2 separate regions of the Zea mays genome follow, and region 1 is linked to region 2. A link is a contact called in public Hi-C data. All regions are on one chromosome and are shown on one strand. The core of a region is the stretch at or near the end of the contact, and the rest is flanking DNA. Distances in the headings are between cores, read along the strand shown. Region 1 holds the start of LOC100276232 (Heavy metal transport/detoxification superfamily protein). Region 2 holds the start of LOC100274571 (Auxin response factor 10).

The links. A called contact is a pair of places that touch in the nucleus more often than the background predicts.
Region 1: a contact with region 2 is called in a Hi-C map of endosperm, with 2.3 times the contacts expected there. The contact joins the promoter of LOC100276232 here to the promoter of LOC100274571 in region 2. A contact is called at or near these places in 6 of 25 Hi-C or Micro-C datasets (ear, endosperm, leaf and 3 more).

Annotation. Positions count from the first base shown.
Region 1 is chr3:159,094,747-159,098,500 of Zm-B73-REFERENCE-NAM-5.0, forward strand. LOC100276232 (Heavy metal transport/detoxification superfamily protein) reads left to right here and starts at 1,480. Exons shown (of 3, transcript NM_001150070.2): 1 at 1,480-1,696. The coding sequence starts at 1,532.
Region 2 is chr3:158,786,870-158,791,187 of Zm-B73-REFERENCE-NAM-5.0, forward strand. LOC100274571 (Auxin response factor 10) reads right to left here and starts at 1,706. Exons shown (of 14, transcript NM_001320127.1): 1 at 1,514-1,706; 2 at 1,288-1,394; 3 at 1,095-1,190; 4 at 898-954; 5 at 629-787; 6 at 410-494; 7 at 98-188; 8 at 1-18. The coding sequence starts at 1,565.

The DNA of each region.
Region 1 (3,754 bases), core at 230-2,729, 310 kb after region 2:
AAAATGCAATCTTGGCGAGTAGCGTGCGTATAAAGAGTAGTTGGTGGGCAGAGTCATGTCATGTCCCCTTTTTTTTACATGGAATTTGCAGCATATTCTGAATTTTCCTTTTGGTACTCTATGCCTTCAGCTATTTATGGTGATTTGCTGTGTATGTTTTTAACAATCTAGATGCTAACAATTTTCAAAGTTTTTAGGTAGCGTACTGTCGGTGTGCCCTTAAAAATGGGCGCAAGTACAAAAGACAACGATAGCTGCTTATCCAATCAGGGTGTATCTCTGTCTAGTGTATAGCGTCAGTCAGGGTTCAGTCTTTTGACATCCTTGTTTTTTGGAGATTCTAGGCCATTTGGTTTTCAGTTTCCTTCCATGTTTCCAGAATAAAATTTTCCGCTGGATTGCATTGAGCCATTAAGATGGATTTTCAGTGGTTTCTGTATATGTCTAAATCCCCCCCTTTGTCATATCTTCTCTCCATCGTACTTTCAGTATTGGTTAACACTGAATGCATGCCAGCTATGATCTTGGGATTTTGCTTTTTTTAATTCTGGTCTTCTCGGGTTTGGGAGATTGATGGTTCTTCTTTGCCTACCGTTTAAAGAACAGTATCACGGTGTCTCTTATCCTGGCCTTTTTGTTGTAAGTTTGAAGGATGGAGCATTATAGTGTATATGGCCAACCATTCCATGCTAACAGAGAATAGTTAAAGACACTAGATAAAATATGTAGCAAAAACTACATACTATATAGGTGTGCCTAAAGAGCAATTCGTTATTCTCAGTATCAACTCTACCTAGTACATTTTAAAATCATCACGCTATAAGGTGCCAAGAACTGGAACCTTCTCTTTTTTTTCCCCCCGTGTGTGAAATATGCATAGCTGCAGGAGGATTTCCTTGCAGAAACTTCAAAAGTTCCGAAAATGTGGATTCTGGAGAGGTCCTGACTGTGTGTTTTGTTGTTCCAATGTCACATTCCACCGTCCATGACGACCATTTTAGACTTCGGAAACCTTTCTCTCTCTCTCTCTCTTTTACTTTTCGCACTGCAAGTAACCTCCCCTGATGTGGTGATTTCTTAATCTGTTACTGTAACAGTGAAAACAAAGAAGGGGGAGGAATCCAATACATGGTGGGCCCCTCCTTCATTTGTAAAATGGCACTAGCCTCCAAGACAAGTGACATCATACATACATGTAAATCCTAGTCATCCAATGAAACTATGGAAGTGAATGACCATGCCACACTGTGCCTGGGCTGGGTGGGTCTTTGGAAAGGAGATCCCTCAGCAAATAAGCCTGATTGCTGGAGTTCACCTTCCTACACCTAACCTCATTCACAAGTGCCTAAAATATATCAGACCTCTCAAAGCGTGGTCTCAACAAGTAACTGTTGTGACATGGGATCCTCTCTCTCTCTCTCTCTCCATGTCTAGAATAGCTAGTATAAAAAGGAGAAGCCTTGGGTGCTGTCGCCGGACAGGAAAGGGAGGGGGAGCTCAAGCATCAAGAAGAGCCCACGCGCACGCCGCCATGGACATGGAGCTGGAGCACGGAGGGAATGAAGACGACAGGGGGAGTGAGTCCTCCTCCTCCTCCTCCAAGCGGAGCTTCGGCGCCTCGTCGGACGCAACCGTCAGCAGCACGCCAAGCAAGCTACAGGCTCTGAGGTTTGCGGAAGATCTCTCCCTCCCATCGGTACGCGCTCTCCCTTTCTTCCTCATCATTGCCAGCAAGCTGATCAGCGCCAAGAAATGAGAACTCCGCAATGGCTTGCATGTCGTTGGGTTCTTGAAACCCAGCTGCGACTATCAATCACTCTGCTAGCGACTCTGTCTTTCTGCCGGAGCAGGACTCTGTGCTCTCTCCTTCCTGCCTCGTTGAGGATATGATGCTAGCCTTTGCTGTTCAGGCTTCAGTGGTAGTGTCGTAGCACAGTAAAGTCACTCCATCCTTCACCGCATTTCGACAGACAGTCTCCATCTCCACACGTTCAGTGTCCGTTGTTCCACTGCACACATCGAGGGAGAAGAGGAAGAGAGAGATGCTGGAGCCTGGCTGCTGGTTTGATCTCCTTGGATTCTCAAAAGGGACCCGGTCGCTTTTTGCCCTCCCAGTCCGGCTTTTAGCGTAAAGGTGAGAAGTCCAGCCCCTGTTACTGTTAGTGGCTTAGTGCCAATCCGCCAAACAACTCCAGTGCAGGGAGCAAGTTTGCTTCCCTGTCTGTCTGTCTGTCTCTCTTTCTTTCTACTGTAGTATCTTTTAACTTGCTCTGATGATCCTGGAGATGAGAATCTGTGAGCTACACATTATTGTTCTTGTCCACATGCAAATCAATGGCAGTAACTTGTTGGCAAGACCAAGAGACTGAATCTGCTGGTAGCAGACACCGGGCACGCATGCAGCGCCTGTAGCCTGTTTCTTGCGCCGCTCTATGCAATGCAATGCAATGCTATGCTATTGCAGCCACTTGTTTGTTGCGCCGTTCTCGGCCACAGCTGATGAGCTGTTATTAGCTGTTGGCTGTTGCCGGGAGAGAGCTCGAGCTGCTTGTCTGGCGGCCAGGAGCCCATAACGAAGGTGAAAGTGAAACCGTCTGTCTTTGACCGGTGAGCATGCCAGGCAGTAGACGAATAGGCTAAGGCACGAGCAGGTTCACTGTACAGGCAGCCGCCATGCCTGATGAATGCTCCTCGTTTATAACCCCCTCACCAACTACGCTTGCACACGCTTCCTTTGACCTGATAATAATAAATTAATTAAGCGCACACGCTTCTCCTTCTCATCCCAACATCATATGATATACTGGCGGGCGTTCCTGCCTGCATGTGCAGTGTGTGTTTTTGACCATTATATTTGACTCAGTCATTTACAGTATTTCACCATCATCAGTTAGCTAGCTGCTATGACCGAACATTATATTTCTTAATCTCTAGAATTCCTCCTGCACGAGTTTAATCTGTATGGGAATGGGACTAGATCTCCGGAGGAGTCTTTGCATTGGCCTGTTGCCTGATCAGAGAAGATCGCAACGGTAAGATGCCATGCGATGCGACTAGTATTCATCTACTATATATAATATAATGCAAGTGGCTTGCGTAGCTGATAGATTAGCACGCACGGCATATGCTGCTATATACTACTACCTCCGTTATCGTTCTTGTTCCTTGTTCGTTAGTTTATTTTTAAACTAAAACGTGACAAATAAAAAAGAACGAATGGAGTATATATAATACCGCTAGCTGCCTAGCTGGTGGCTGCCTGTGGCTGTGTAGGATTAGATTATTAGAACAATCTGCATTAGGGTTCAAGAGTGGCAGCAGCTAGCCATGTGACTTTTGGAGAGGAACATATGCATCTCTTCCCTCCTAGCTTCCCTGTGCTACGTACGAATATATTCCCCTCAACTATATACAATGAACTCTAGCCGTACGTACGTCCTGATCGATCAGTGGAAGGTGGGATTAATATACTCTTTACTTTTTACTCTATTTATCTGTCTATAAAGATTAAACTCTATATATAACATTTCATTCGAACAGACTCTTAAACATGTAAGTTAGTTTAACTGGCGAGAGTTGCTAGCCAAATTTAGCTAGTGAGAGGGTCAATTTAAAGAGCCGGATAGCTTGGCAAGTTAAACGGATAGTCTGTTGAAGAGCTATTTTGCTATTAAATAGCTAAAATTTAACTTGACAAGCCATTTATCCAGTCTCTTGGAGATGCTCTTAATTAACTAGCTTTTTATTAATTACG
Region 2 (4,318 bases), core at 456-2,955:
AGTTCACCATTTTCTCCTCTGCACAGGGCCCAACAGAAACTTAGCACCAAAACGGCGAATTGCTATCAGTGCTGGGTAGGCAGGACACAAAGCAAACCTGAGGAAAATGAAGGCATCACCAGCAACAAGCCTTTTAGAACTAACAAAAACACTCCAACCACTCTGAAGGAGATGCCTCCTTGGCTGCCCTGAAGATGGATTTTTTGGGCACGGTTAGTGATCAACAACATCAGGCACAAAAAACGAGCTTTTCAGTCGATAAATGCAACGAATCACGGCGAAACTGATAGATAAACTAAACTACAAATAGTGAATAAATCGACAATCGGAAGTAGCGGTGAAGCAAATCAATCAATCCTGTAGCATACAAGGCAGGCGCGAACCATGGCAAATGAGGAGCCCAAATTACCTCTAAAGATGTGGCGGAAGCGCCACTCCATGCCATGCAGATCCTTCGCCACCAGCTCCTGTGTGGGAGGCGACTGGGTCATATCCTGCCGACGGAAAAACAAGAAGGTCAGCTCACCAGACGACACAAAGCTTAAGCAGTACCACGCGCATCTCTAGTTCTATACTTCTATTAATAGCAGAGGAACAGAATCCACAGGGGGGTGTTGAGCGCACACACCAGGGGAGGGAGGCACTCGTCAGCGTGTCGGCGCAGCACAGAGAAGCCACCGTGTGTGCTGGTGTCCGAGGCGGTGAGCGTCTTGCAGAAGGACCTGACTGCTGGCCTCGGCGACGCAGCAGGTGCAGAACTCGGCTTCTCAGCCGGCACATCGGTTTGCTGCACGAACGAGCAAGCAGAGCGAGAGCAAGTGAGAACCTCCTAGTTCCGAGGGAAAATTCCGGAATTACGTGCCGAGCATAGATAGTCCGAGCTGGGAGGGAGGCTACCTCGGGCTCCGGCATGAGCATGATCTGCGCGTAGACCTCGTCGGTGTCCGTCTCCGCCTGCCCAAACCCGCAGAACGCGTAAGCACAGGACCTGGAATCGCTCAGGAGGGGAAACGGGCGCGCTAGGTGCGGAATTGGGGGCGAAAAAACCGGGGGAAGGTAAAAACAAAAAAAAGACGGCGGGAAGTGGAAGGAACCTTGAGCTCGACGTTGAGCACGCGGCAGAGCAGCTTGGGGGGCAGATCGTAGAGGCGCATCTGGTTCCCGGCGACCTGGTTCATGGACGCCTCCACCTGCGAGCCCCCGAGCACTCCAAATCAGCGTCCGGAGCAGGGCAGGGGGGGCGAGGGACAAGCTAAGCTCCAGCGGAGGAGAAGGGAGGAGGAGTACCTGCTCGATGTGCCCCTGGGGGAAGTAGAAGACGAGGTCGCCGACGCGGGGGACGGTGACGAGCGGGCCGGCGCAGGCGCGCCAGAGCTCCGGGTACAGCGGATCCCCTGCCAGGAACAGAGCAAGGCACCATCAGCACGAGGCCCCGCCTCGGAGAGGAGACGGCGGACGCCAAGAGGTAGAGAGATAAGGCCGCCGGAGCTGACCGGATCTGGCGCGCGCGTACCTGAGTTAGACGGGGGCTGGGACGGCGGCGCCATGGCTGTTGCGGGCGGCATCTGACTCGGATCAGGCGGCGGCGGGAAACCCTAGACGGAGGAGGAAGGGGGTTGGGAGGGAGCGAAGGCGGGCGGAAAGGGGGAGGAGGCAGCGGCAGTAGCAGTCGGGAGGGGGGAGAAATGTTTTTGCGTGTGTCTGTGTGTGCGGCGAGGAAGGAGAGGAGGGTAGACGAGAGGGGAGATTCGGTGTGGTCTCTTTGTAGGGAGTAGACAGCGTGACGCAGCGGTGGCGTCCGGACAGAAAGAAAGCCGGTGGTGACACGGCCGCGTTGGCTTGGACCACCGGTTCGCGCGGTCCGGTCCAGTATGGTCCGGTCCGGTCCGGTCCGATGCGCGGGCTGGGAAAGGCGTGTGGGCCCGGGCCGGTGCTTGCGTGTGTGCGGCTGGCTGGCTGCCTGCTGCCTGTCTGGTCTGACCGGCCTGCAGCGGCAGCAAAAGCGAGACGGGGTGTGGTGCGGTGCAGTGCAGCAGCAGCCAGCAGTAGTGCAGTGGCGACTGGCGAGCGCTGCCGCGCACCGCACCAGAGTACCAGACGGACGATGGCCTCCCACGCCGCAGCAGTGCTCTTCTGTTCCGCCTGTGTAGGCCTGTTTGGCAAGGTTTCCGTGAGGTGACGGAGGGGATTACCGCGCCGCTAGAGCGGTCCGACCGACACTTCGCTCTTCCTCAGATTTCCAGTCCACGGAATGACGCTGACGTGGATGGGGAATCAACGAGGAAACCTTGCTCATTCTAGAATATTTAAGGATCATTTATTTAATATTCTACAAATTTTAAGGCTCGTGTTTAAGCTAGGAGTTATGTATGATGAGTAATTGGGTGAATTATAGGTGCTACTTATGGTTTGGTAAGTTACTAGTAACAACCATTTTGATGGTGAGAGTTAGGGAGTGTTATAATCCCAAACAAACCCTCCTTACTTGTAACTGTCATTCTTATGACCATGATGGTTGTCATTAAGCTATTTGACAGCACCTCTTCCCCTACTCTCTTGCATCTATATAAGTGCACACAATCCTTCAAATGCGTATGTGGAAAATACACTCTTATTATTTTCATTCTATTTTCACGGTTGAGCTGCCACTGAAGTTTTTCCCCCTCCCAAATCTATTGCGCACGGAGAGTTGGGAGAGCTAGCATCCGAAGTTTCGAACCCACCATCCGTCGAGGCATTTGTTCGGTGCACAGGCGATCAGGTTTCTGGAGAGCGTCGTCATGACTGCTCGTTGGTGGTATTCATCTTCTTTCACTATAACCAGGGGTGAGAACGGTCGGATACTAGGTTATCCCATATCCTACCATGATATAATTATGTCAGATACATGATCAGATACTGATAGTTAAAATTCGGGACGGATACAAAACGGAATCGAATAATAATTAGGGCGAGTAAGAAATAGATATTGGATATTATTAAAAAAGATAACGGATATTTGTCGAATAGTTCGTCCTAATGATATTAGTTGCCCAACCATCCAACAAACGAACAAAAAAAGGAATACATAATCATGTACTAGCTAGTAGCTCGTGCTTTTACTATGGTTTTTTATATCATATAAATATAAATAGGTATTGAGATATTTATTCAAATATAATTATTGTTTATTTGTAAACATCAAAGTACGTATAGTCTCATGGTTAGCTTTAATTTTTCTAGAGTAGAGTGTGTGTTCAAATGCTCGCTTTGGTGTGACCTTGAATGCTGATGTCATCATCTTGCTGGTAGGGGTATCGGTTGGTTTTTAGCTTCGAGATATACCTATTGGCCTTAGAGCAACTCCAATAGTTATATATAATTATACTACCTGTTGGGGGCCTTCGGATTTCGAAGGTCCTCGAAAACAGGATTTAACAGTGTTTCTGGAGTATAATGTGTGAACAGGTATCTTCGGACTCGAATCGGTACCATTGCGGGAGAAGCTCGAAGAATACGAAGGTTGATACAGCACCGAAGAAGTAAGCAGGAAAGCTTCGGCGTGTCTGCAGAAAAGGAAACCGACTTAAAGATGAAAAGGCTATTTAAACCTCGGTGGATTACTATAGAACTACTACCAAATGTAAAGGACATGGATGTAATTTTATATGGGTTGTGTCCCGTGCCTATAAATAGGTGAACAGTACCCCCGTACTGTTCACGCTGACTGGGCATTTGCTTTTTGCATCACGCTTGTGCTTTTATTTCCTTCCAAGCAGAAGGTACATTTGTAACTTGATGTCGTTTCTATTTTTCTATAATAATAATACAGAGATGAATTGATAACAACATGTAATTGTCTATATTTTCCTTCATATTTCATATTTCGTATAATCCTTCCTTCGTTATTATATGTTGAGTTTATGAAGGTACGTCTTTTATAACCTTCGTCCGAAAATCATTATATCCCAAGGGAAATAATGCTTCGAAGGACGAAGGGTATCAACCTTTAACGTTTTTTGTGTTGCCTTGTTCTTAACTCATAGCATTTGAGAACAAGTCCCCAACATTGGCGCCCACCTCCGGTGAACTCACTTCAATTTCTTGAGCTTCGAACACCTTCGGCGATCATAAACCTTCGTTATGGCGTCGAAGAAAGCTTCAGCAACTGGGGCTGCAGCTCTCCAAGCTCTGGACCACAATCAGGAGATTGTCTCCCTTCGGGAGGCCCGAAGCCAGAAAAGGAAGGCTGTTAGCCCGACACCGCCAGAGGATGAGATAGACCAAGAAATCAGAGACATGGAGATGCTTTATCAACAGGTGCAGAGGAAGAAGGAAA